Regions from separate parts of the Mus musculus genome. Here all the other regions are linked to region 2. The links are chromatin contacts, called in public HiChIP or PLAC-seq and promoter capture Hi-C maps. All regions are on one chromosome and are shown on one strand. The core of a region is the stretch at or near the end of the contact, and the rest is flanking DNA. Distances in the headings are between cores, read along the strand shown. Region 1 overlaps Fmn2 (formin 2). Region 2 holds the start of Fh1 (fumarate hydratase 1). Region 3 holds the start of Sdccag8 (serologically defined colon cancer antigen 8). Region 4 holds the start of Fmn2 (formin 2). Region 5 holds the start of Ifi209 (interferon activated gene 209). Region 6 holds the start of Zbtb18 (zinc finger and BTB domain containing 18). Region 7 holds the start of Akt3 (thymoma viral proto-oncogene 3).

Region 1 (3,841 bases), core at 470-2,969, 1.0 Mb before region 2:
GACAACAGCCAGTCTTATTTACCCTCCAAAGCATTACCTCCAAATGCCATTTATTAACTGAGGTATTTTCAAAGTTGCTTTGGGCATAACATTTCCCACACATGACTTGTGTGCGTACATATTGTAACCATGACAGACCTTAAGTGGAACTGCTAGCGGGAGGTTAGCTATTTGATGTGAGTCTAGCACGTGTGACTCTCCTCAGGGAAAGTACTTAAATGACTTAGTTTCCACATCTGTAAAATGGGCTTATAAACCATTCCTACCTGAGGACCTCTGGGGGATTTAAGTATATTATTCGTCTGTGAAAGAAGTTCTGAAGAGCTTAAGGCACATAGTCAACACTCAGATTGTTAGTTGATCTCACAGAAGGGTGATAGTCTCTATGATGTTTTTATTTTTAGTCAATATTGAGGATCGAGCTCAGGCTTTTGTCCATTCTAAGCCAATGCTGTACCATTGAGCTCCTCATTATTCATGGATTCTGTATTTGTGAACTCACCTATTGGCTAAAGTTGATTGTAGCGCTTACATTCTGTGGTGTGTTTATGGTCATTTGCAAACCTGTCCAATGCGGCTAAAAATCTTGCTCTGTGAAGTATGTACTTTTCTAGGTAAATTTGAACAAAGGGAAGTCTTTAAGCAAGTAGCCTTTGTGTGGTTTATTAGACCCACCTTGCATATCCTTTAAAATGACTTTACACTTAGTGTTAAAATGTTGTTGGTGTTCCAAAGTGTCAGAAGGCCTTGGTGGACCTAGTAATTAGACTACATGTTAGTCAAACTTTGTTCTAACAAAAGTTAGAGTATCCTGGGGCCAGTGTAAGTGTTCAGTGTTAGTGAATCAACAACAATCCTTAAATAAGACATTAAAAAGGAAACAGGGTACACACAGATCATGTGACAAGATGTTACCCAAGACTTACAGAAATCTGGAATCCAATCTTGTGTTTTCCTCAGGAGCTGTGTGGTTCAGCATTGAATAATTGAGGATTTTCAGAGAGTTTGCTTATGATGAGTTTGAAGAACACAGGTTAAGTTTATCTTATTTAATCCTCACAGTATCCCCTCTGCAGTAGGCCAGATGGGTAATGTGGTGTTAGTCACAGTTTAAAGGAGGATAGGCTTATGTCAGCTTGTGGTTTCGGGCTTTGGTCCATGGTCTCTTGGCTGTGTTGCTTCTAGGCCCAGGCTTGGTGAAACAGAACACAGAGAGACAGTGTACAGTGGAGCCAAGTGGCTCAACTCTGGGTGGACAGGTGACCAAAGCCTACCAAACCAGTATAAGATTGCTTCCAGAAACATTCAGCGGTGATATTCTCCCTCCAAGAATATTCAGTGTCCTGGTTAGGAGGTCATGCATGGATTAATCCTTTGATGAACTTGGTACCTCCATAATCCAATCCCTCCTCAATAGCCCTATGAATTGGAGACCACACCATCCACAGGTGACTCTTTCAGGAGGAGGGCGATTCATATCTTAACTATGACATGGGCTATGTTCATCACACAGATCATTAAAGACCTTATGAGCCTTGTGAGAAGTTAATGTGTTCTCAGCAAACAGAGGCCAACGTTTTTAATGAGAAAGTCAACTTCCTGGCAAAGGTAGCTGGGCTTGACAGTAAGAGGCACAGTAGAGCCAGTCAGGAGTGCAGTTCTGGGTGGCTGAGAGTCTCAGCTGAGACATTGTATGAGGCAGTAGAAATGATAACCAAGGAGGGGCTGTGGGTGTGGTGACTGTGTCAGGTGCAGATTAGTCTGAGCCACAATGGCATCAACTGGAGACTGATTAGAAATGCAATTGCATTGTTAACCCTAGGGATTCAGACAACAGGCCTGGGTTTAACAAGCCCCTGGTGATTCTTGGGACTATTCATCATGAGAGACATTGGTCAGCCATTAACAGGGGTTCAGAGCTCTTAGGACATGATAGTTGGTTGGAGGATAAGATACAGTTTCGATTTAAGTCAAAAGGCAGAGAGATAAAATAGCAGCAAAGGCCAAGCAGACACAAGGCAGGATTGAAGCAGCCATGAGAAGAAAGACTAGCAATAGCCAGCAGAGAGGAGAGACGGGTGAATGAGAAAGTGATTTCTTGATTGTATATCACCAATTAAGTTACTCAAAGATAAAATCCAGGCCCCAGCTATTACTGAAAAGCAAAACTAAACAATAAAGCAAAAGCAGAGAAGGCATTAGAGAAAAAATGAGAAGGTCGAGTTTGGCATTGTAGGAGCCAAGAGAGGACAGGGTTTTATGAGCGATATGAGTAGGAGTCTTGAGTAATTATCCTAGCCAAGATTAAGGCCACAGTTATTGATAAGAAGAGCAGCAGCAGCCTTGGGAGAACATTTGTGCTTGCATGGCAGGGTCTAGGGAACTCTCCATCACCAACTAGTGGTCTTCATCCATTGTATTTGATTTTCATTAGGATTTGCTGGCATTTGACTGCAGCTGGGTATTAGTATAAGGGACGTCAGTACTCAGGAGGTGGCACCTTCTATCTACAGATCATGAAGGGAGTCATACACATTGTAGTGCTTTTCTTTCTAGTACTGTCTGAGTAATTGGAGTGATGCACTCTCTTAGAGTATGAGCCAGCAGTCTGCCAGAATTGACTCAACATCTGAATGGAAGTTCCAAAAGCGTGTGACTGAGAGCAGCAGATACCCTCCTTTTGTTGATCTGATTCCTTGTTACCTTGGCTCTTTCCCACATATATTATTACTTCTACCAGGGATCCTTATCAATAATGCCTATAGGCTTTGCTTCAGTCTATTGCTCATCTGTTATGCTAAGTAACAAGAAGATGGCCAGTTAGCCAGTTTTTATTTCTTATTTGTCTTCTTCACATGTATGCCACATGTCTCATCTATGTTCCATAGACTTTACCAGATTCATTTTGGGTTAAGTACATTATAATTTTCAACAATTTAGTATTCATTTTATTATAAAGTTTGGAGGTTCTAAGGGTGATATGTCAGTGGAAGAGCACTCCCTCGTAGCTTGAAGACCCAAGTTCTTTACTGCATCCATTAAAAGGTGTGTCTAGCTGACTGTGTGCACCCATAACTCCAGTACTATGTGTAAGGTGGAGAAAGGTGATTTCTGGACTTCATGGCTACCAGGCCAGCTGAAGAAATGGTAATCTCTAGGTCCATTGAGAAACCTGTCTCAATGAACAATGCAGAGAATGATAAAGATGTCCAGTATCCAGCTCCAGATTCCATAGCACTCCCTCCCTTCCTCCCTCCCTTTCTCCCTTCTTTCCTCCCTCTTCCCTTCCCTCTCTGTCTTACCCTCCGCCTCCCTCCATCCCTCCCCATACATTCAGGTTGAACTCTGAGAAGCTCTTGTTTTCTGTAATGAGTTTCACTTTAACAAACCCTTGAAAAATTATTTATAATTTTTCATATATCATATGTCCTAGTATTTTCTTCTTTTCTTGAAATTTGCCCTAAAATTCGAAATTGTTTGTGTTTTACTTTCTTGTAAGTAATCATACTTGTTTAAAGTCTGAATTTACTTCCTATGGGATCCTGACTCGCATATATTAAGTTATTGTAGTATTGTAGATTTGGAATGCCATTGGCTTGATCCAAAACCTTAGGTTGTTTTTTCTTTTTCTTTTTTTTTGTTTTTTGTTTTTTGTTTTTGTCTATAGAATTCAAAACATGAAGGATAGAATTTATATGGTTTGTGTAGAAGTGTGTATCCACATTTATCAATACAGGGACATTAAAATCAACAGAGCTTGTAAATCTGAGTGACGTAGACAATAAATTATGGATCTCATATCACCATTTACAAAATCAGTTTAGTATTAACTTACCAGTGA
Region 2 (3,764 bases), core at 922-3,421:
AGGCAAGGGAAGGGGAAATTATAGCTATATTTTTAATTTAAAAACTAAAAAAAAAATTTTTTTAAGTTATAAAGCAATCTGAGTGTCAGTGATGCTCTCTCTGCTTCCTGACTGTGTACCCAGTGTGTTCACACTCAGTGTGTCCAGTTACCTCAAGCTCCTGCTGTCATGCCGGCCCTGCCATGTAGTACTGCACCCGGGAATTGTGAATCAAACCTTCCTTCCCTACGTTGTAGAGCAGAGACTCTGACCCTCAGAACCATCTCGACAGCCCTTTGTGTAATCTTTGCCAACAGCCTCTGCATTCTAAGCATAAATGAACCATCATATTTACATGGCCCCAAGCAGAGAAGTCGTCAACAATGCGTCATACCTCCACATGACGCACTTCAGGTGAACTCTTAAGTGTCCTTTTAAATAACAGGGCTTCCAGGGTCATGTGAATTTCTCAATACTAGAGAACAACTTTTAACAAAATCAGCAGGCTTGCTGGAAATTACAAGGGGGCTAAAGGGCAAGAAATGTCCTTGGAACCATGGAAAAAGAAAAGTATACTGATCCTATTTTCTGACACTATAACCCTAAGCAAGAAACTGCTATTTTCATATTTGCCATGATAGATTCATTCCATTTTCCTGTTCCCCTAAACAAGCTTTAAAACAAAAAGAAACCCAGTCTTTTTAAAAGAGATTTTAGAATGCATTAAAATCACCAGAGCAAAGTTCCAGGAACTTTAAGCAACCTGGACTTCATAGCTTCTTTCCAAGATTTATGTTAGTGTGTGTCTGTGTGTGCATGGGTGCATATGTGTGTGTGTGTATGTATGTTTGCACACACGCATATGTCGAGGTTATTAAGAGTGTGTTACAGGTCCCCTAAAGCTGATGTTACAGGTGGGTGTGAACCACCTGATGGATTCTTCACTGGTGTCATCTCCCAAGCCCCAAGACGGTACAGAGTTGTCATTCAAGCGTCTAGAAGTTGAGAGAACGTCTTGGCCCTTTTAAGGACACTAAAGGAGGTCTAATTAAGAAGCACAGTGTTTTCCCCAAGTTCTATCTTGCTGAGCCTCTGTAATTATCTCAGCTTTACATGTAGAAACTGGACAAAGCCTGAACGCAGCAGTAGGACTTGAAATCACACCCCACACTACAGAAGACATGCTACACTTCGGAGTGGTCTTCCTAACTATTCATTTCTCAAACTTTTCCTAACAGTACATACACACTCGCATTTTTCGTTTTCTAAAGAACTCTAAACAGTACAGGGGCTTAACGAAGCATGCCATACCTTGGACCTGGCCCCTTAAGTTCCTTTAGCTGTCTTTCTGAATACAAAATCTTGGTTAGGGCAATTGTTCGGTCCTATCCAATCTGCTCAGGCATGCTTCCGAGTACTTATGTTCCTAGGTCCACATTTATGGATTTCGGAGTTTTACACCCAGTTGTGAGAGAGAACACATGTAACCTCACAAGCTAAATAGTCAAGTTAGTAAGAAGCAAAGCCTTTCCGTTCAGAAGACACACTGGCTTCATCCACTTCGAGGGCCTGAAAGCAGGAAAGAGCACCCTGGTGGACCAAGAAGCCAGACCCTAGCCTAGGGGAGCATCCTGTCTGTGTCCAGCCAGCAGGGCTTGCGATCTGGACAAGGAAGGGGCTTCCCCTTTCCTCGGGCTACTCCTGCACCCCGGCATCCCCCACCCTCTGCCTCCGTGCACGCTCTTTCCCAGAGAAGGTGTCCTGGACCGAAGGCCTCTGCAAGCTCAGGCATTGGGCAGGTCTGCCCTGACACTCAGGCTCCCCAGCAGGAAGGAGCGCGTCCCTCAGCGCTGCCCGCAGCCCCAACACACTCGGCTGGAGGCCGCGTCCGGGGCGGATGGTGAGCGTGCTGGCCGGCGCCGAGCCCAGGCGCGGCCCGCGGGGACACCCGGGACACTCTGACGTGAAGGTCACCCCGGGGAGGCCGGGTCCCGAGATGCCCGCTCACCATTCGCGCGACGTTCGGAGCACACCGCGGGAGGGTGGTCGCTTCCCCAGACACTGCAGCACCGGCGGACGGAACCCGCAGGAGGCGACGCGAGCGCGCGAGGAGACGGAGTGCGCGGTACATGGTGCTGCTGTACGGGGGTGGAAAGCTGAGCCTGAGCCACGCCCCCTAATACGTCAGATTCCGGCCACGCTCGTAACCAATCAAACGCCTCTTCCTGAGCATGTAGGACGGGACTAACCATGACTGGCCAATAATAACTAATGGGGCGGGTTGCCTTCCCTGGGCCTGTAGTATGGCTGTTTGAAGTCCTCGGGTTCACGGGAAACTAGTGCGGAAGGAATCATGGGAAAAGACAAGAGGCGGGAGGTCAGATCTTCCGACAATACTTCAAATGTGGCTGCTAGGAGGCAGGAAACTGGCTGAAGATGCCTGTAGTACTAGGTCCGTGAGACAGCCTAGAAAGAACATGTTATCAAGTTAATATTTATCCTGCAACCACCCATGACGTGCAGCTGTATGAATCCGTGTCTCAAATACTTATCTTCCTAGAAAGTGCCTCAAATTTTAAACAAGGAAGTAGTAATCAATTATCCCACAATGCTCCTAGTTGTCATTTTGGAGTCAATTTTCCTGTCATTTTTTTAAAAGATTTATTTTATGTCTATGAGTACATTGTAGCAGACTTCAGACTCACCAGAAGAGGGCATCAGATCCCTCTTATTGTGATGGTTGTGAGCCACCCTGTGGTTGCTGAGAATTGAACTCAGGACACCTGGGAGAGCAGTCACTGCTCTTTACCACTGGGTCATCTCTCCAGCCTTTTCCTCTGTCTTTTAACATGTCCTCTGATAACATTTATAATGTGTCCACATTCCTTGGGATTTTTCATCTCTGATTTTCTTTGTGGTTACAGGCTAGGGAAAACATTGCTTAAATGATGCCAATGGAAAAAGAGTAACTGATAAAAAAAATTGTGTCTCTTCTTTTAATTTTCTAATGCAGAATCAGAAGACAGTTAAAGAGGAAGTTCTTCAGGAAATGAGAGGCTTCAATTTATAGCCTCAGCACTCTAGATGCCACGGTAGGGAGGAGTTGAATTCAAGAATAACCTTGGCTTCATAGTGAGCCTGACACAAATGCACTGTTGACCTGCAATCTTCACACTTGAGAAGTGCAGGTAGGAAGAATAGTAGTTCAAGGCCATCCTTGGCTACACAGGGAGTCTGAAGCCAGTGTGGGATACAGGCCACCCTGTCTCAAAATAACACAAATGAAATAAAATAAGTAAGAATAAGACTAATAGCTGAGCTAAATCAATTAAACCAGTACCGGTGGGTTTTCAGACCTCAGTATCTAGTTCTTCCCTCTCTCAACTAATGGCTGAGAAATTTTTAGAGTAGTTGGTGAAAGGTAGAACCAAATTTTCTTTAAAAGTTAGGTTAAGGGGAAAAAGACAAAGCAGTAAGATAAAGTACAATCATATAAAGCAGTGTATCTTCTGCCCGAAATGTTACACTTTTGCCATTAAAGAGCAGCCACAAGAGTGTGGTGAGTATGTGTGTATGTGAGTGTGTGTGGGTGTGTGTGAGTGTGTGTGTGAATATGTGTGTGTGTGTGAGTGTGCGTGTGAGTGTTTGTGTGCATGTGTGAGTGTGTGTGTGTGAGTGTGTGTGAGTGAGTGTGTGTGCGTGTGTGAGTGCGTGTGTGTGAGTGTGTGAGTGTTTGAGTGTATGTGAGTGTGTGTGTGCGTGTGTGAGTGCGTGTGTGAGTGTGT
Region 3 (3,925 bases), core at 979-3,478, 1.2 Mb after region 2:
TCCAACTTTGCCTACCTTAGGATCTTCTTGGTTTTATGTTAAGCCCACTTAAGACTCCTGTTTTAGGACACCAACGTTTTAGAGTACTTACAGAAGGAAAAACTAAAAGCTGTGCGAGTTTTATTTTTTAAAACAATGGCAAAAATACAGATTGCTTGGTTTGTAACTTGCTATTTCCCAGGGCTGACTTCCTCAGTCCCTGCAGCCTAAATACATCGGGCTTTATCAGTAAAGATTTAGGTTCTGTATTTATAATGTAACTCTCACACTATCCTTCCACTTGCTCCTCCTCATCCTGCTTCATCCTATCGTCGGCTTGTTTTAAGCAAAAAGGTTGGCAAAGCACTGCAAATACCATAAGCTTAAGATTTCAAACGATTTTAAAGGATGCATTTTCAAGTAAATGTATTGTCTGCTTCAATAAATTCCTTCCTCTCCAAGTGGTTGAATTCTCATTAACAGAATAAAAACCAATCAATTTCATAAACTAAAACATAGGTGGCCTATGTTTTTGTTGTTGTTGTTTGCTTTAAGCAGATCCTAATGTATTCCCTTAGGAACATGAACGCATTACCCACCCAGTGGAAAAAATAATTCTGCTGGTTCATTTCCCTGCTAAACAACAGCTTCGCTGTCAGGCCCTACCTAAACCCAGCCCTCATTGTCACCTAGTAATTTTAAATTGATCAGCTTGGCAGACTTGGGACTCTAGCCTGTACAGCCTGTCTTTATACTCTTTGGGGATGGGGGTCAGGACGACAGTTTATACTCAAAATCAGAAAACAGAGATCATATGACTTAGGACACAATTCCTTGTCTTCCCGTACATGTCACGCAGCTGCTCTCTCTCTCTCTCTCCCTTGAATAAAAATGGAAGTGAACTAGACCCAAACCCAACAACTGAATCTTGGGACAATGAAGCCCACAGGAAGCCACTCGCTCCTCCCGTGGGTTTACTACCGAGCTGGAGGCTACGTGGTGTGCTGTCGCCCGGCAGCCTGCGTGACAGCACGTCTTCCACGCCCTCCCAACGCCATCTGAAGGCTAGTCGTCCGTCACCCCCTCCTCACCGCCGCCACCCTCCTCACACCCCGAAACCAACCCTACAAAAGGGATGGGCGCCCTGGAAAACTCCCTTGCCCAGCGGCAGCGCAGCCATTCCTTAGACGCTCCGCCCGCAGCGTTCCCAGGCAGCTCAGGCGGCGGCTACACAAAGCGGGAGTGAACAGAAGAGGACCGGGCGCACTGAAGGGAAGCCGGCCCTGTGCAGCCGGCCGCAGCCCATGGGGGAGGGGAGGGAGGGGACGGGAGGGCGGCGGCCGCGCGGGGCGTCCCGGTGGCGCCCCTCGCCCTCCAGGCCCGCACTCCATCCCGCCGCGGGCCGCGCCCAGGCCCCGGCCCCGGCCGCCGGAGCTATGGATGTGCAGAATCCCGGGCCATGCCGACCCCGAGCGCATCACTTACCCCTCACCGCAGAGAGGGACCGGACCGGGAGGCGGGGCGCGGCGCGTCCCGTCTGTCTCTGCCACGCTGTCCTCCCCCCACCCCCTCGCCGTTGTCGTCGTCGTCGTCGCCGCCGCCGTGGAGCTGGGGGCCCCTCGGTTCCGCTGGGCAATAACGTTATTCCACACACGCCCCACACATAGCGGGAACGGCAGCGAACGGCAGCTCAGTGCGCAGGCGCCTCGCAAAGGGCAGCGAGCCAGGTCCTCTCCCTCCTCCAGCCAGGGCCCAGCGATGCCTCACTGCGCAGGCGCCAGACCCAGACAATGAAAGGGGGCTTTGCAGAGGGTCTCACCCACACGCTCTCGCAGCTGCCCACTGCGCAGGCGTGCCCTCAAGACAGTCTTGAACAATAAAGAGCCGCTTGGCTGGAGTGGGACCGCAACCAACCAGGACTACGATTCCCAGCGGGCAGCGCGCCAACTCCACGCGGAGGGCGGGGCTCTGAGCAGGCTAGGAGTTGCAGTGTCCGTCACTTTCACAGTTTGGCTGTTTGGAAGATTTACACTTCATTTTCTAGAGAAAAACAGTTTTGACAGAACTCCTAACTAAAACCGAGTTTGCAGTGAATGCTTGCGAGGGCTCAGGGATCAACTCCACACCGGCCCGTTTTGAAGAGTCTTAAGTCCTTCACCGGGCCGGTTCTGTCAGCGAGTCTATCCAGCTGGCTGAGGATGGCAGGACAGCGGGACTAATCCAAGCGATGCAAAAGGGAAAGGGCGCGGCGCGCCAACCCGTCTCTTGGCAACAGCCTCAGGCCGCTAAACTGTCGGAGTGGCGCTCCGAGCGCATAGCCCTCTGGGAAGCGTAGTATAGCTGGAAGGCTCATAGGACTCTCGAGGCTGCAGGCTTTAAGCCTGAGAACTACAATTCCCGACGTTCACCATGAGGGCCAGGGGGTAGGAAGAGCCCCTAGGAGCTCGGTCCGGGGTTCCTGGTTCCCTAGTGACAGCAGCGACAGGAAGCAGGCAGGCATCCCCTCATCCCCAGCGCTAGGCCTGTCCTCGGAGGGGTGCACTGGATACTTTCCCGCATAACTCCCATCTCTGACCCCATGGCGAAGTCCCCAGGGAACTCTACCCTGGAGGACAGTCTGGGGCAATACCAACGGAGTCTCCGGGGTGAGTTGCTCCGAATCTCAGTGCCTAGTAGCTCTTAGGTACCACGGGCAATAGTGGGTTGTTTTTTGTTTTTTTGTTTTTGTTTTGTTTTGTTTTTTCCAGAGACTTTCCTTGAGCACTAGCCAGGCTGTGGAGGAAGACGACCGATGTTGCTCTGACCTTATGGATGAAATCTTTTAGTTTTGTTTTTAGGATTAAGCAGCATTATCCTTATCCTTGTGGTTGGTTACCTGACCCAACAAGGAACCTACATCTTGATTTAAGTGTCTTATCAACCAGTGCCAGCACAAACTCATGGGCAGCTCCATGCCACTTTTACCCTGTTGCCATACTGTTGCTGTTTAATTCAATAAATTCCTTATTTATATTTCTTACACATGCAAATTCTGGTGTAGTATAGCAAATCTGACGTATAAGTCCAGAAAGAAAACACTAATAGTTATTTGAAATAATACAATATCTACTGATCTACATTATTTTCATATAGCAAAGTATTTAAAACTTTATCTCACTAATGACTCCATTTTACTGGTCAGGAAACCAAAGCCAAAACTCACACAGCTGGTTGGTAGCGGCAAAGGCATGTACAGAATTCAGGCCTATCCACCTTCAAAGCCTATGCCTTTCTTATTAATCAAGTAATAATTACTATAATCGAAGCCTAGCTTAGTTAATTCAAGTTTTCTGAGCAAAGAACCAGAAGAATAATTATCTGGCAAAGTGCTCTCCATACTCATAGCTAGCTAGCTCTGTTCTTTTGACCACATGTGAAATCTCCGGAAACTTGAGACTTTGTTATAGTGAATTCGTGGTGTCAACTACAACATGATTATTATGGAGAACAAGTTAACCAAAAGAATAATGAACATAAGACTGATTTATTTTCAGAAGTTAAGAAATCTGTAGCAAGAAATGTGTGCTAGGGGCTGGGAATGTGGCTTAGTATTAGAATGCTTGTCTGGTGTGTGGAAAAGAAGGAAGGAGAGATGGGCAAGTTAATGTGGGACTTAGAAAGATTTCACTAAAGACTTTATTCCACGGGTTATGATGTACTTTTTCCTATTCTGCATTTTCATAACCCCATATGCTATGGCCAACAGATAAAATATTTGAATCATTTATAACCTGAATTATTCAGCAAATGATAACTCAATGCCTGATTTGGATTAGCCATATTAGGTGATGAATCGGCCACAAGTCTCTATGGTGTGGAGTCTTTGGATTAATGAGGGAGACAATAAGCAAAGCAATCGCAGATTGCTATAGTTCAAAATAAGGGTGTAACCAATGTTTGGCACACA
Region 4 (3,941 bases), core at 377-2,876, 1.1 Mb before region 2:
GAACTTCTTGGGTATATCACAGAAGAGAATAGCAAAGAAACAAACAGGTCTGAATCAAAGTTGCTCTGCTAGAGAAAGAGCAAGAACCAAGAATCAAGTATCTCAGTATGCAGCATTCAAGGAGGCCGAGAATTCTAGTGGCCTACAGGCAAAGTGTGCCCTGGGGCAGCCTGCATTCTAGAAGAGAGGAGCCAGTAGTCTTGTGAAAGAGGTGAAATAAAGGCTTTTCAGGCTCTCGGGATCCCTTGGAGACTGAGATATTACGCTGGCACAGTTATTAAAGCTGAGTTCTTCAAACTGTTTACTCAAAAAGGCCACCTAAGGACATCAGTCCACCTGCTCCAGTGAACACTTGTTTTAAAGATCATAGTTTGAGAAAGGATGGTAATTGCTGTCTGGATTTCCAACAAAGAGTAACATTGTTTTACAAATGCTACTTTTATGATTTTTTTTTGCTTTTATTGTTTGCAGCCTTTTAAAATACTAATGAAGCTTTAAGACATTTAACAAAAACTATAGTTTAATGTCATTAAAATAAAGAGGACAATTCACAGTAAGAAAAAGTGATTGTTATCTAGGTCTAAAACTTAGGAAGCCCTGGCCCTGGACAAAGTGTGCTTGGATGGGTTTGCTTGAGAAACTGGTCATCCTTTATAGCACAATGTCTAATTTCCTGTGTTTGTACCAAGGGCATTTTTTTTTCTTTTTCCTTTTATACAGCATCACATTGTGACATGTTTAATATTGATGAGTTTGACCTCCTGGGAGTTATAATTCATGCACCCCTTTTAAATACAAATGTTGTCTAATTTATATGGTAAACACATAGAATTTTGGAGATTAGCATGTTAATCAGCTTTAATCTCAGTATTTTCAGCATCCCCTACCTCTCTTTTCTCTGTCCAGAAAGGTCTCACAAAACCACTTTGGAAATGGCAGTTAACGTCCTGTTCTTGAAGAGGCTTGTGTATCAGGCAGAGAGTCTGGGGAAGGAACCTTTCCCTAAGTAGCATGTTCACAAACCTTAAGAGTGTGCAAAGCCATGGTCAAGTATTTAAGGGACAGGACAGACAGGACAGTCCACCCATTCAACAAGTATTTGAACTGGAGCCATACAGAAGTTCTCTCTCTCTCTCTCTCTCTCTCTCTCTCTCTCTCTCTCTCTCTCTCTCTCTCTCTCTCTCTCTCTCTCTCTGTGTGTGTGTGTGTGTGTGTTCCTGATGTTATGGTACTTCTGACCTGGAATTAGGCTTCGATTTTTCTCCTGTGTTTTTCTCTTTGCAGGTCTGCGAGCTTTGAAGTTTCATCAAACTGTTCCAACATTCCAGTTCTTGAAAAGAGGGCAACATGTTTTATTTTCAAGGTGGAGATGAAGGTCCCAGAGATAACCTGTCAGAAAGATTCTAAATTCGATCTAGTCTGGGATACATAAAGACAGCTCCTGCTGTCCCCACCCCCAATTATGAAGTACTAGAGATAGACGGGTTTTCCTACTTGGTTGCAGGAGGAGCCAAAGGGGGCACTGAAGGGGCGGCGGCGGTGGGCGGGGAGCCAGGCCAAGGCTGAGTCCTGTGCAGCCATTGGTGGGGAGTGCGCGCTGAACTGAGCATGTTCGCGCCCGCCAGCCAGGGCCGCAGCCACAGCCGCAGGGACGGCAGCCGGGAGAGCCACCGCGCATTATGCAAAGCGGCAGCAGATGTGAGCGGGGCCAGCTGGGCGCTCCTCGGCCTCCGCTCCCAACGGCCGGCCCAGCTGCCTGAATTGTCCCGGACACTCCCCTGGCCCTCTCCAGGGCCGAGATGGCCTGAGGACCCCAAGGCGCGGCGGCGCAGCAGTGGGGTTGAAACATGGGGAACCAGGATGGGAAGCTGAAGAGAAGCGCAGGTGATGCCTCCCACGAAGGCGGCGGAGCCGAGGATGCCGCGGGGCCCAGGGATGCGGAAATCACAAAGAAGGCGAGCGGGAGCAAAAAGGCGCTTGGCAAGCACGGCAAGGGGGGAGGGGGCAGCGGGGAGACCAGCAAGAAGAAGAGCAAGTCCGATTCTAGAGCCTCGGTGTTTTCCAACCTGCGGATCAGAAAGAACCTGACCAAGGGGAAAGGTGCCTGCGACTCGCGAGAGGATGTGCTGGACTCACAGGCCCTGCCGATTGGGGAGCTGGACAGCGCTCACTCTATAGTCACCAAGACCCCGGACCTCAGCCTCTCCGCTGAGGAGACAGGCCTATCGGATACCGAGTGTGCTGACCCTTTCGAGGTGATCCATCCCGGTGCTTCTAGGCCTGCTGAGGCTGGGGTAGGGATCCAGGCGACCGCGGAGGATTTGGAAACTGCGGCTGGAGCGCAAGATGGACAAAGGACCAGTTCTGGTTCAGACACGGACATCTACAGCTTCCACTCCGCTACGGAGCAGGAGGATTTGCTCTCAGACATCCAGCAGGCAATTCGTCTGCAACAGCAGCAGCAGCAGAAGCTGCTGCTCCAGGACTCCGAGGAGCCTGCAGCGCCCCCCACTGCCATCTCCCCTCAGCCTGGGGCCTTTCTGGGCCTGGACCAGTTCTTGCTGGGACCTAGAAGCGAGGCTGAAAAGGACACAGTACAGGCACTACCGGTGAGACCTGACTTGCCTGAGACCACCAAGTCTCTGGTGCCTGAGCATCCTCCGTCCTCCGGAAGCCACTTGACCTCCGAGACACCAGGTTATGCGACCGCCCCCTCCGCAGTCACAGACTCTCTCTCATCACCAGCCTTCACCTTTCCGGAGGCTGGGCCAGGGGAGGGAGCCGCCGGAGTTCCCGTGGCTGGAACTGGGGACACAGATGAGGAGTGCGAGGAGGATGCTTTTGAGGATGCCCCCCGCGGCTCTCCAGGGGAGGAATGGGTCCCAGAGGTGGAAGAAGCCTCACAGAGGCTGGAGAAAGAGCCGGAGGAGGGCATGCGAGAATCCATTACCTCCGCAGTCGTTTCTTTGCCTGGAAGCCCTGCGCCCAGCCCACGCTGCTTCAAACCTTACCCACTCATCACCCCCTGCTACATCAAGACCACCACTCGGCAGCTCAGCTCTCCTAATCACTCCCCGTCCCAGTCCCCCAACCAGAGTCCTAGGATCAAAAAGCGGCCGGACCCTTCCGTGAGCCGGAGCTCCAGAACCGCCTTGGCCTCTGCTGCAGCCCCGGCAAAAAAGCACCGGTTGGAGGGTGGCCTCACGGGCGGCCTCAGCCGCTCAGCCGACTGGACCGAGGAGCTGGGCGTCCGTACGCCAGGGGCAGGAGGCTCCGTGCACCTGCTGGGGCGCGGGGCTACTGCGGATGACAGTGGTGGCGGGTCCCCTGTACTGGCCGCCAAGGCACCTGGGGCTCCAGCGACAGCTGATGGCTTTCAGAACGTGTTCACAGGTGAGCGCGCCTGCCACGTATCTCCGGGTGGCAGGTCGCCTGCCAATCAGGTCCTTCCTTTACCACCCCGCCCCCTCCACGTTCTGAAAGGCCCAGGCCTGTTATTTACCGCCAGGGGTGTCTCCTCAGTTTAAAGCCTTCGGTGTGTTTATTCTCTCTCAGGATAGTAAAGAGGGAAAAAAAATGTAGTTGTATGTCCAAAGTCATCTCAAAAGAGGACTGATAGGCTCACTGTCCTAGCCTCCTTCCCTCTATGAATATTAGCCCCTTTTGTGTCTTGCTACCTCTGTCATCCTTCATGTTATTTCTTTTCCTTCTATGCTTTCACCGTTTAAAACTGTACATAGACCTTCCCAAGGATTTGTATTGCTGGCACACAACATTTATTCTAGTACATTCTAAAGGTTAGGTCTGACCACCTCGAAGATAGTTTCTACCATGCAGTGGTCTGGGTACCATACAGGTAATTTGCGAAGTGATTACTCCTTTTTGGCTAATGCTAGCAAGTATAATGTATGCTCATAGAAAATGAATAAATAATAGACCAT
Region 5 (3,724 bases), core at 1,215-3,714, 2.0 Mb before region 2:
AAACCTTGGGAATGAAAATTTTTGAGTTTCCCAGGAAAATGAACAAGGTTCCTTGGGGCAGCCAGGAAAAATGGGCCATTAATCAATGGCTGTCCTAATACTGGATCAAAAGGGAGTATAAGCCCAGAGCTGAGTCATTTCCTGGAATATTTAGCTGAAGGAGAAACAAGCCCAGAGCTGAGTCAGTTCCTAGATTCTTCGAGGCCTCACCAAATAATAGAACCAATCAAAAGTGTACTAATGTCGCTGCGCAGTTCTAGCCAATCATGTTAGAGGTTTCCTAACTGTTCTAGAAAATTCCTCCAGCCCTGCATAAATGGGGCCTGCGATCTCTTTGGGTTGTCTCCATTTTGTATGGATAGCTTACCCTGTCAAGTTAGACATTTCTGCAAGATAAATGCTCTTTGCTTTTGCATACTATTTGAGTCTTGGGTCTTTCTTCAGCCATTCTTGGGCTCTTACAGAGACAGAATTAATCACATAAGTTTGTGAAGTTTTCAAATAAAAATTAATGTTATGGGCTAAAGAGTTGGTTCAGTTGTTAAGAGTATTTGCTGCTGTTTCAGGACCCAGGTGTGATTACCAGCAACCACATGGAGATTTATCACCTCCTTGGGTACCAGGCATTTACGTGTTGCACAGACATACATGTGGGCAAAAACATTCATACACCTAAAATAATAAAAATTAAATCTAAAAAAAGTGAAAGTGGAAAATAATAAGGAAAAAAGTAATTTTATATAAAATAGTGAAAAGTAAAAATTAATTTAAAGAAAAGTTCATTAAAACATTAAATAAGTTAATACTCGTGTTTAATTATTATTTGATTCCATTATTAGTATTCATCCTGTGCGATAATATCTAATTATAAGTAAAACTGTATCTCAGAGATAATGAGCAAGTCCCTTTCATAAAGTCAATTGGCAATAAAGAAAACATGATGAAATTAGGCATAGTGTACATACATGTGATCCCTACACTCAGGAGGCCAGAGCAGGAAGAGCTACATTTTGAGACTGGCCTGGGCTCCATAGTCAGACCCTGCATCGACTACCAAATGACAACAACAACAGGGATAAGAAGTCAAAGTGTAATATCACCACTTTGCCACATCACAAATTAAACCATAATTTCTTTCTCTGATGCTGTAATTTGGAATGATCCATACAAATACTGTCCACAGTGCTTGTCCCAGATTGGTACCTTTGGCTACCTTGTGGCTATGTTGGGCTTCTGCAGCAGGGATAGGCAAATCCACTGAGACATAAGCAGGAGCTGAGCGGAAACAGTAGGATCAACTTCCCCTGGGCTTTCTTTACTAAATCAGTTCAAAAGATGAAGAAAGGAAAAGGAAAAACTACATTGGCCAAACAAAAGAAAGATAAAGATGGTATTTTCCAACCTCCATTCACCATGAATAAAGGGCTGCAACCAGAATCAATGGTGGAGACACAGCACAAGTCCAGTGGCTTAGCTCTCCCAAGAAAAGCTTCTCTCTGGCTTTCCTTCCCCTTCTCTCCTTTTTGGGAATAATTAGTATTTTATGTAGTCTAAGAAACTAGTGAAAATGGCATCTAGTCAGCAAATCCACAGTTTCTAGTCATCTATATTGTTTCAGAAATACTTCAAGGTAATCCAATTCCCAATGATGGAAACATGAAATGATGGCACATTTTTAAAAGTTCTTAATTAAGGCAATCACCAGTTAAAGAATACTACTTTCCAAAGCTGGGTAAAAGATTTAAATCTAAACTGATCCTGGTCTACAGAGAGAGTTCCTGGCCAGCCAAGACTACACAGTAAAACTGTCTTTGAAAGTAAATAAATTAATAATAATAATAGTAGTAGTAGTAGTAGTAGTAGTAGTAGTAGTAGTAACAGAAAAGAGGAAAGCTAAAGCCAAAATCCTTTCTGCTTACGTGAGATTGGAGTCATATGTTTCTAACAGCATGGTACTCTGGAAAGTCCAGGGAACTAACAAAGGAGTGAAGTGTTTAAACCAAAAGCAATTTCATCTCAGATTTTTTCTTTCCTTTTCTTTTCTTTGCTTTTTTTCTTTCTTTCTTTTTTTTTTTCTTTTTGAAATTCATTCAAGAGCAGCTAGCAATTGCCAATTTCTCCTGCTGCCATTTGCATCCTGAGCAGGAAAGAAAGAGACCTGGTGACTTAGCTTTGCCTTTTGGGAGTTCATCTTTATTCAAAAGAGAGCACATTCCTGGTGACTCACTTGTGAGTTTGTTGGATGCAGTGCTTTTATATTTGGTTCTTGTACCTGTAAGATTTGTAAGAAAAGCAAAACATATCAATGGAGTGTAACTGTCTCTGACTTTCTTATGGTGACTAAAAGGTATACAGGAAGAAAACTGTTGAGTTTCAATCTCTGAGTAAATCGAAAGAGATGCACTCTGCCGGGAGGGGAACTTCCTGTTTCTTAGCTCTTCTGCCAACAAAACAACACCCAGCTGAGACATTCAGCAAGCCTCAGTCCATGGAGTGAGTCTAACCTGAGAATTTCTGTAGATTACATTTTCCAGTTCCCAAGAGATTTATTGGTTTATCTTCTTACACACATACACATACACACACACACACACACACACACACACACACACACACACACACACACCAACTCCTCCCTGTCCCCAACAAACTTTAAGAAGAAGAAGGACAAAAGAGAAGAGGAGGAAGAGGAGTGGAGAAGCCTCTAGTCCTGCCCTGTAGAAGATCTCAGCTTTACATCCCTAGAGAAACATCCAGCAAGGTGAGTTCTACCTGTTTTCTGTAGATATGGTAGATATTGGCTACATCTGTAAAAACAACAAGGACAGTGAAAAGACCTTTGCTGGTTCTTGTGGAGGAGGCAGTGCTGATCTGGTGCCTGCTGCACTCAGCAGTGAGCCCACAGCAGCCGGATTAGGGTCAGTCACTCAAAAAGATAGCAGACATCTTTAGTCCTCCACCACAGAGGAATGAGCTAAGAATAAAACATTTTGCATATTTTAGATAGTTTAATGAACTTTTTAAGCATAAATCTGAATAAGTGGATAATGTGAAGGCTATAATTAGCTCGGATAGGGAGTTCATGGTTATCTGGGATATGTGGGTGAGTGGGAAAAAGCCAAGATAGTGGCATGAAAAATTATTGTGAATGAAAAGTGCCTCTGGACATGAAATGAATTTTCTAATATCCTATCACTATGTGTAGTAGGAAGTTTCTCAGGTTCATAATATATAAACACAAAATGGTTTAACCATTTCCCAAGCCCATTCTGTGTTGTTCTTTCTTCACACCTCTCTAAAGATGGTATTTCCATTGTTAATTTCTACCATCAGGAAAGTTATTTTATTTTCCTTTTGGTTCTCTAATGGTGAAGTGTAATAGAGTGATGGAAGGTCAATTAGAACACATGTATCTTGCACATTTATAGAACAGTTTAAAGAATATATGTACCACAGCAGAGGACTTGGATAGAAGCTCTTAATTGATTTCAAAGTTCTGTGAACATTAGACCAGGCTCACTAAGTTTATTAATTATTGTAGCTAAACTTTCTAAATCACTGCAAAAGATTTTACTTATTTTTAACAATCAAGGGATGTACTTCTTTTTTATTTATTTTTATTTTTATTTTATTTTATTATATTTCAAATGTTATCCACCTTCCCAGTTTCCCCTCTTCAAACCTACTATCTCATCCCCTCTTCCTCTGCCTCTATGAGGGTACT
Region 6 (3,751 bases), core at 1,100-3,599, 1.8 Mb after region 2:
ATAACTCTCATAGCAGTGAGAGGTGACAGACTGGCTTCCTTAAATATTCATTTAATCTGTATATCCTGGACATACTTTTCTGTTCTCAAAATGGATACTAGTTATGGCTCACAGGGAAAACAGCCCCAAAATAGAGCAAGCCATATTTATGACTTTCGACCCACCAGTGTCTTCTGTCTGTCTCTGGGACTGTTAGCTCTGCTAGCAGGTACACTGTGTAAAACCGTTGTTAGAGCTGTGATTTCGTTCTGGATGCCATAAAACTGAGTCTAAGTTTTGATGGATAATCTGAATCCCAGTTTTCTTACAAATTTATGATTTGATATCCTGACATTAGCAGGTACTTTATATCTATTTATCAAGAGGTTTGTTAACCCCTTATTGTTAGCTTTTAATTGGTGAAACATGGCTTTATAAATATAAACATCTTTTTCCTTTTATCCTCTTGAATTCTCCATGAAACATATAGATTTCTTTTTATGTTTCTTTCTTTTTCTTTCTTTTTTTTTTTTTTTTAAGTATTTCATTCATCTAGAATACTGGTAGGCACATGAGGTGGCTCAAGCCTTTAATCCCAGCCCTTGGGAGGCAGAGGCTGGCAGATCTGTGTGAGTTCAAGGCCAGCTTAGTCTACATGTGAGTTCCAGAACAGTAAGGACCATCTAATGCAGAGACCCTGTCTCAAACAGCCAAATCAAACTACAACAAACACCACCTGTAAACTCCCAAAATGTCTAAACAAATTGAGAGTGGGTCTTTCTTCTGGGAAGCACGGGGGGGGGGGGGGTAAGAAATTCGGGTTGAATCTGAGGATGCCCCTGAGGCCCGCCCTCCCCCCCCCGCCCTCCCCCCCCCCCCCCGCCCCCATCCATCATGAGGATTTAAGAGATTTGAGGAAAGAGTAGAAACCATTACTGTTTCCAACAGAATATCAAAGTTTTGGGAACTTGGCGTAGTATGTGTGTTCATTAGCAATTCAATATGTCTGATTTGCCCACACAATTACTTTCAACTTCTTTACTAGTTTGTCCTGGAAGAAAGAGAAAGCAGATTTTGCTCAGCTGCAAGGTTTCCTGGTGAGTTGGTTAGCAACCAGGCTTGCCAGTCAGCGTTCACATAGCAAACAGTAAACACATTTCATTTAGACAATTACTAGTGTGTTGACTTCCTCGCTATGCACTTTTCTTATTGTCTTGAATCATTCTCTCCCCTGCTTGTTACTCAACTTTTTACTTGTGTGTTATTCTTGCCTTCCATTATCTTGAGGGCAGAAATTTTCTACATTTCCTCTTTGCTGGTTAGGCACAAAGAACAGGTAAGGAAGAAGTTTATCTGAAGGGAGAGAGGTGCAACACAAAATAAGGTCTCTCCCTTCCTTACAAAGCCGTGGCTCCTTACGCACCAATTAAGGAACAGACTAAAGCGTCTACAAGTATCAATCTCACTGGAAAGGTCTAAGACTGGTCTCGGGGCAGTGTCTTTGCTTGTCACGGAGAGTACAGACGGGACGCGGGGATCGTGAAAAGAAACGCAGCTGCAACTTGAACAGAGGACGCCGGGGAAAGGCGCCTCTCACAGCCGCTAGGAGCTTGTAGCTCGCATGCACCTGGCGACCGACTCGGCAGGCCGGAGGCGGCGCGTCCCTGAGGAGAACGGGGCCTGGGCGAGCACCGCAGGAGGGCCAGACCCAGCGGCCCCAGGCTGGCCCTGGCCAGCTGCGGCCCCGCGCGCTCGGCCTCCCCGGGACACCTGCCCCGAGAAAAAGTATACTTATGGCCGTCGCGGTGCACGCGGACTCGCTCGCTCCACACCCCCAGAGCGCGCTTGTCTCCAGCCGGGAAGCAGGCCCCTCCCCGCGCAGCTGTCGCCGCCGCCTGCGGGCTCCTTTCACTTTCTCACGGCCAAGTCACCCAGAGGGGAGCCACTGCCGCCGCTACTGCCGCCGCCGCCGCCGCCGCGGTCCGCGAGCTCCGCCCCTCCCCGAGAAGACCACGCCCACCCAACAGTCGCCGTCTGCGATTGGCGCGCGCAAGCGGCAGCTCCTGACCGCCACTCCTATTGGTCGAGCTGCCCCGTCAGTCCCGCCGCTTCTCCGCCCTCCCGGAACACCGCGCTTCTACTGGGCGCCACCGAGGCCGGGGGCGGGCCAGAGACCGGGGCCCGCCGCTTTCGCTCAATCGCTGAGCGGCCGGCAAGGGGCGGCCCGGTCGGGCGGGGCCACATCTGGGCCGCGCCGCCGCGTGCGTGCGTGTGCGTCGTCCGCCCCCCGCCCGCGCCCCGCCCGCCCCGCCCCCCGGCCCGGCGCCGCGCTCGCCCGCCCGCCCGCCCGCTCCCGCCCGTGCGTCTGGCAGGCTGCGGCCGCCGCTGGGCTGCTGCCATGGGGAGCCGTTGAAAGAGTGGGGCCCTGTGGCTCGGCCGCGCGCCTCAGGCTGCCAGCGCGGGCGGGGGGCGGCGGGGGCGCGCGGGGCCCGGGCCGGGGCCGGCGGGCGGGCGGGGGCCGGCGGAGGACGCCCACAAGTCCAGCGGCGGCGGCGGCGGCAGAGGAGGAGGAGGAGGAGGACGCGGCGGGGACGCGGCGACTCGGGCCGCTCCGTGTGAGTCCCCGCGCCCGCCCTGCCCCGCTGCCGACCGTGGGCTCCCGCCGGGCGGAGTTAGTTAGTGTGGCGGAGGGCAGGCGGTGCGGGCTCGCCTCGCCTCGCCTGGCCGCGCTCCCCGGCCGGTGCAGCTGCGGCGCGGGGCGGACTCGGTGCAGCTGCGGCGGCGCCTCCCGGTGCGGAGGGCGGGCGGGCGGGCGGGGGAGGGGGCCGGGCCGCCGCAGCTGCAGCGCCCGGGACGGCCGCGGCTCCGGGGCCGGTGCAGCTGCAGGGCCGGGGGAGGGGGAGGGCGCGGCGCCCGGGTTGCGGTTGCCGGGAGGCCCCGGGGGCTGGCGCGCGGCGGCGGCGACGGGGGAGCGGTCGCCGCGCCGCTTCTTGCGACTTTTCTTTTGTTGTTGCCGCGACCGGGGTCTGTTTTCTCGGCCGTTGTGGAAGGTGCTTTCCTGCTGCACCGGCTCTCTGCCCTGCACCTTCTTCCCCGTGGTTTCACCCTTCCTCTTTCCCTGAAGTGCTTTATGCACCGCGAACTGCGGGAAGATTTGCATCTCCTCTCCCACCCCTGAACCTCACACACACACCCGGGGCACCCTGCCCCCACCTCTGAAAAACAAACCCCCTAACCTCACAGAACCTCCGAGGGTCCGCGGTAGCGGTGGACGGGTCGATCCGTGGAGTGGATGTCTTCGGGCCATTGCGGTGCTTGGGACTCATTAAACTGTCACTCACCCCCACCACCACCCCACTGGGTAAACTGGGTGATTAATGTCGGATATAGTGGAATGGGGCGAGGGCATCTGTGGAAAAGAGGGTGTGTGTGTGGCAGGGAAGTAATGTGTCTATCTGCACAGAGTGCCTCCCGAACGAGTTCAGAATTGTGTCATTCACCGCGAAGTTAGAGAAAGTTAGGTTTGTGACTCGTGAGCGAGAGCAGAACACAGTTGGGGTTTTGTTCTCTAGCTCCCTGCCTCTGTTTTCTAAGCGAGCCTAAGTGGTTGTCGCCTGGGTTGGGACGCTTGTGCCTCAGGCCCCAACTTCTTTTTTCTACTCTCCAACCTCCCAAGGGTCGGTGGAGATGTGTCTGATATTCATAGATGTCGCAGCACCTTGCAGGGCACCCAGCGACCCAGCCCCGGTTACATTAACATTACATCAGCCAT
Region 7 (3,452 bases), core at 463-2,962, 1.6 Mb after region 2:
GAAAACAAAAAACACAACACTAAAATCTGAAAATACTTTCCAAATACATGAGAGAATAAAGCAAAGGACAAATATAATGACACAAATGGTCAGTCACTTTGGAAAATAAATTGGCAGTTTTATAAATTTAAACAGGCACTTACCATATAACCTGCAATCTTATCCTAGGTTATTACCAATACAAATGGAAACATCATGTACTCAATGTTCATAAAAACTTTATTCACAATATCCAGAGACAAACCAAATTTCTACCAAGTATTAAAAAGACAAAGCCAGGAGTGGTAAAACATGCCTATAACCCCAGTTCTCAAGAGACCTAGACAGGAGAATCATCAAGTTGAATAACTACCTGAGCTACATAGTAAGTCTAACTGCAACTTGGGTATAAAGTGAGATTCTGTTTCAAAAAGAAAATTAGTTAAAAATAAACAAATAAATGAAGAATAGTATTTCCTGAAGTAGTTCTTCTTTTCACATAAACGACATGGATAAAGCAGTGAAGTGTGAGTAGGAAAGAAACTAGACACAAAAGACCATGGGTTTTATGAGTCCACTGAACTGAAATCTTTGAAAATCATAATTATAGTAAGAGACAACACATCAGGTGATTGCCAAAGTTGAAAGAGAAGCAGTGAACTAAAAGCAACATGGAAAGAACTTTTTAGAGTGATAGAAATGTTCTATTTTAGGCCTGTAGTGTTTGTTACATCACCACAAATGTACACCATAAAAAGGCACAACCCATTAAAAGGGTTTTTTGGAATATTTATTGTATGTAAATTATAACTTGATAAGGCCTATTTTAAAATTCCATTTAAAAACTGACAACAGCTCTTTAGCCTAAGCATTAACCAAAGATTTTCAAAGAAATGAAAGTCAGTGGTTAGAGGTAACTTTCAACTCTCAAATAGGGCCAAAAGGATTCCTCAGTCTACTGAATCTGGCCATGTACGTAGACAGGTATAATTGCTGAGCAACTAGCCTAAAGTCCAGATCTCTAATAAACATATAGATTAAGTAAGGAGGTGATCACTCACATTATAAACTAAATTTTATAGCAGTTATTTAATAATAAAAATAATGCCTTTATCAAAAAAGAGTGGACAGGAAATATACAGTAAAAGTAGATCATGTAAACAAAAAATATAAAATTAAACAAAAAAAATCACTGTCCACATTTGAATTTTTATATAAGAGCTTTAATTTACCTAATTTATGGGTCTGTTTAGTCTAACAGTTTAAATGTAAGCCCTCGCCTTACTATATTAATTCTTTATGCTACCATACAAATTTACACAGAGCCATATTTTTATCTAAATATCAATATATCATTTATAGACACAAGAGTTCATTTCTATGTTAAATTCTGTAAAGTCTGTTGAATCTGAAGACATTATAGAAAAATACATTACTAACATGCATGCATGCAAAAATCTAACGTCATAATTATAAACTACAAAAAAAAAAGAATTAGAAGGAAATCCCTAAATAAGCAGACTCCTAACATACATGGTAAAGTTTCTTTCAGCCCTATCAGACAGCACTTCCCACTTGATTCAACAGCGCCAGAGGAAAGACCAACTCTCAGCACCCACTCACAGCTCAGCACTTAACTTACCCCTCTTCTGAACCCAACCTTCTTTCACAATGGTAACATCGCTCATGATGGCTCCCCTCTGAGCCCCCCAACTTGGAGAAATGGTGCTTTGCAGGTCAGTTTTAGGGTTTGGATTCGCTGCTGCTGCTGCTGCTGCTGCTGCTGCTGCTGCTGCTGCTGCTGCTGCTGCTGCTGCCGCCCTTCCCACTCTCTAGTGATGACTCAGCCTGGAAGGAAGTATTGAAGAAAGAATTTCTTTTTTTTTTTTCCATTCTTGAACTCACATAGCAATAACAAACAACTAAGTCTTTGTAAATGTCTTCAATTGGCCTGACCGCACATAAAGTCTAGCTTCTCAAACATGGGGGGATTAATAAATGGTTCTATGAATACACTGCTCTGGTCTTGTGGCAGATGTTAAATGATAGTGAAATATTTAACTTAAGAGACTGAAATTAAATGTCCTAACAAAATAACTGTCAGATCTACAAATATACAGAAAGCACATTTTGTACTGTGTATTTGGGATGAAGGGGAGAAAGAATGAAAGTTGAGTGGCCCACATCCCTTTAATTTCAAAAATCATTATAGTTTTAATTGCTTTATTTTATGTAAAATACAATGTTGCAAGAAACTAACATTCATATAATCTGCCTTGTTCTAAAAATATTTTAGGTAAATTACATTAAGTATACAACATTATTTCCTTGGGTAGATACAAAAAGTAGAACAAAGGAAATATAAAAGTAGAAAAGACATGCCAAAATTGTTCATCTGTCATTCTCTGATAATCTTTACAACTCTGTTAGGACACTCGGCCTTCATTTCACAGAACTGTGAGCCTGGGGCTCAAAGAGAATAACTAATTGCTAGATTTCAAGGTAGTAAGCTGTAGAGCCAAAATCTGAATTTGGAGTACCTCACTCCTAAATTGGCACTCTTCATTTCAAAACTCTACTTGTGAAAGTCAAAAATTTGGAATGAAATGTTTTAGGAAAACTGCTAATTCAAAACCATGATAGGTTTCAGTATTAATGTCTGTAATACAAAAAAGACGAGAGCTGCTGAGAAGAAAACAGTGTTTCCTAAGATATTAACCAGAAGTTTATCCCCTAGGTCTTTACATGATAACTTAGTAAAAGGTTTCTTCAAGGCATCCTTACATAGAGCAATAAGCTTAATGAACTGCACTATTATTGTCCCTACCAATCTAAGAGGGGAAATGTTGCCACAGAACTTTGTGAAAGTGCTTCCACATTTGCAAAAATATGGGCCAGATAACCAGTCTTAAGTGACACACAACATAAACTTTAAGTAAACAGAAAAAAAAAATAGGTACATAGACTAATTGTACTATTCTATGAAGTCGGACCTTCATAAATATGTATAGAATTAAATTCAAGGTTGAATTCCCAGATAGTACTTAACTAGATTACAATTCCTCTTCCAATACAAATTATGTGCAAATTCTACCCGTTCATCAATCAGTGACCAAAAATAGACATCCTCTATACAACCTGACAAAGGCTCCACAGAAGACCACCCTCTCATGGGCTCTGCACATATGTCATGCACAATACATAAAGACAGGGACAGGACTACTCAAAATCATAATTATGGGGATGTGTTGCTGCAGAATAAAGAAGGATACTGTAATCTGGGTCTCTTTCCCAAAATTATGATTGTTCGATAGAGTGTTGAACTAAAAGAAACTAGATAAAGTAAGTCCTTTGTTAAAGTTGTTTGGGAAATGTTTACAATTTTGTCCCCATGAAATATCTCTACTAACATTAAATATTCTAAAATAAGAGATAATTTACCAATAATTCCCACACTGAGTACTGACAGAGGA

What was found. Promoter capture Hi-C pulls out the DNA fragments that hold promoters and counts their contacts. HiChIP or PLAC-seq counts read pairs in DNA pulled down with a chosen protein or histone mark.
Region 1: an H3K4me3 HiChIP or PLAC-seq map of stem cell-derived neural progenitor cells shows a contact between it and region 2, with 6 times the contacts expected there. The contact joins the enhancer-like site here to the promoter of Fh1 in region 2. A contact is called at or near these places in 11 of 39 promoter capture datasets (the 3T3-L1 cell line, 3T3-L1-derived adipocytes, cranial neural crest and 8 more), 1 of 15 datasets of contacts at CTCF or cohesin (large pre-B cells), 4 of 484 Hi-C or Micro-C datasets (B cells, embryonic fibroblasts and stem cell-derived motor neurons) and 4 of 115 datasets of contacts at active chromatin or transcription factors (astrocytes, embryonic stem cells, extraembryonic endoderm stem cells and 1 more).
Region 3: a promoter capture Hi-C map of liver shows a contact between it and region 2, with 2.1 times the contacts expected there. The contact joins the promoter of Sdccag8 here to the promoter of Fh1 in region 2. A contact is called at or near these places in 7 of 39 promoter capture datasets (the 3T3-L1 cell line, the C10 cell line, the HPC-7 cell line and 3 more), 5 of 484 Hi-C or Micro-C datasets (B cells, CD4 T cells, embryonic stem cells and 1 more), 3 of 115 datasets of contacts at active chromatin or transcription factors (acute myeloid leukemia, astrocytes and stem cell-derived neural progenitor cells) and 2 of 9 other capture datasets (adipose tissue and liver).
Region 4: a promoter capture Hi-C map of pre-B cells shows a contact between it and region 2, with 5 times the contacts expected there. The contact joins the promoter of Fmn2 here to the promoter of Fh1 in region 2. A contact is called at or near these places in 6 of 39 promoter capture datasets (cranial neural crest, embryonic stem cells, frontonasal cranial neural crest and 3 more) and 4 of 115 datasets of contacts at active chromatin or transcription factors (astrocytes, embryonic forebrain, embryonic hindbrain and 1 more).
Region 5: a contact with region 2 is called in a promoter capture Hi-C map of pre-B cells, with 4 times the contacts expected there. The contact joins the promoter of Ifi209 here to the promoter of Fh1 in region 2. A contact is called at or near these places in 1 of 39 promoter capture datasets (pre-B cells) and 1 of 484 Hi-C or Micro-C datasets (B cells).
Region 6: a promoter capture Hi-C map of the HPC-7 cell line shows a contact between it and region 2. The contact joins the promoter of Zbtb18 here to the promoter of Fh1 in region 2. A contact is called at or near these places in 4 of 39 promoter capture datasets (the HPC-7 cell line, HPC-7-derived erythroid cells, erythroid cells and 2 more), 1 of 484 Hi-C or Micro-C datasets (CD4 T cells), 1 of 115 datasets of contacts at active chromatin or transcription factors (astrocytes) and 1 of 9 other capture datasets (liver).
Region 7: a promoter capture Hi-C map of pre-B cells shows a contact between it and region 2, with 7 times the contacts expected there. The contact joins the promoter of Akt3 here to the promoter of Fh1 in region 2. A contact is called at or near these places in 7 of 39 promoter capture datasets (the 3T3-L1 cell line, the HPC-7 cell line, hematopoietic stem and progenitor cells and 2 more) and 1 of 115 datasets of contacts at active chromatin or transcription factors (astrocytes).

What each region holds. Positions count from the first base shown.
Region 1 is chr1:174,599,097-174,602,937 of GRCm38.p6, forward strand. The region is part of intron 4 of Fmn2 (formin 2); the gene reads left to right. Among named protein-coding and RNA genes, the nearest start is that of Fmn2, 99 kb to the left of the region's middle. Within about 2 kb of position 1,720, at least 9 of the 459 cell types and tissues checked have an H3K27ac peak or open chromatin away from gene starts, as enhancers often do.
Region 2 is chr1:175,623,464-175,627,227 of GRCm38.p6, forward strand. Fh1 (fumarate hydratase 1) reads right to left here and starts at 2,172. Exons shown (of 10, transcript NM_010209.2): 1 at 1,988-2,172. The coding sequence starts at 2,110.
Region 3 is chr1:176,812,432-176,816,356 of GRCm38.p6, forward strand. Sdccag8 (serologically defined colon cancer antigen 8) reads left to right here and starts at 2,229. Exons shown (of 18, transcript NM_029756.3): 1 at 2,229-2,624. The coding sequence starts at 2,558. It also overlaps a transcript of Cep170 not described here.
Region 4 is chr1:174,500,199-174,504,139 of GRCm38.p6, forward strand. Fmn2 (formin 2) reads left to right here and starts at 1,627. Exons shown (of 18, transcript NM_019445.2): 1 at 1,627-3,393. The coding sequence starts at 1,848.
Region 5 is chr1:173,628,395-173,632,118 of GRCm38.p6, forward strand. It overlaps Ifi209 (interferon activated gene 209), which reads left to right and starts at 2,465. Exons shown (of 7, transcript NM_175026.3): 1 at 2,465-2,761.
Region 6 is chr1:177,440,002-177,443,752 of GRCm38.p6, forward strand. It overlaps Zbtb18 (zinc finger and BTB domain containing 18), which reads left to right and starts at 2,350. Exons shown (of 2, transcript NM_001355099.1): 1 at 2,350-2,594.
Region 7 is chr1:177,247,055-177,250,506 of GRCm38.p6, forward strand. It overlaps Akt3 (thymoma viral proto-oncogene 3), which reads right to left and starts at 1,713. Exons shown (of 13, transcript NM_011785.4): 1 at 1,622-1,713. The coding sequence starts at 1,667.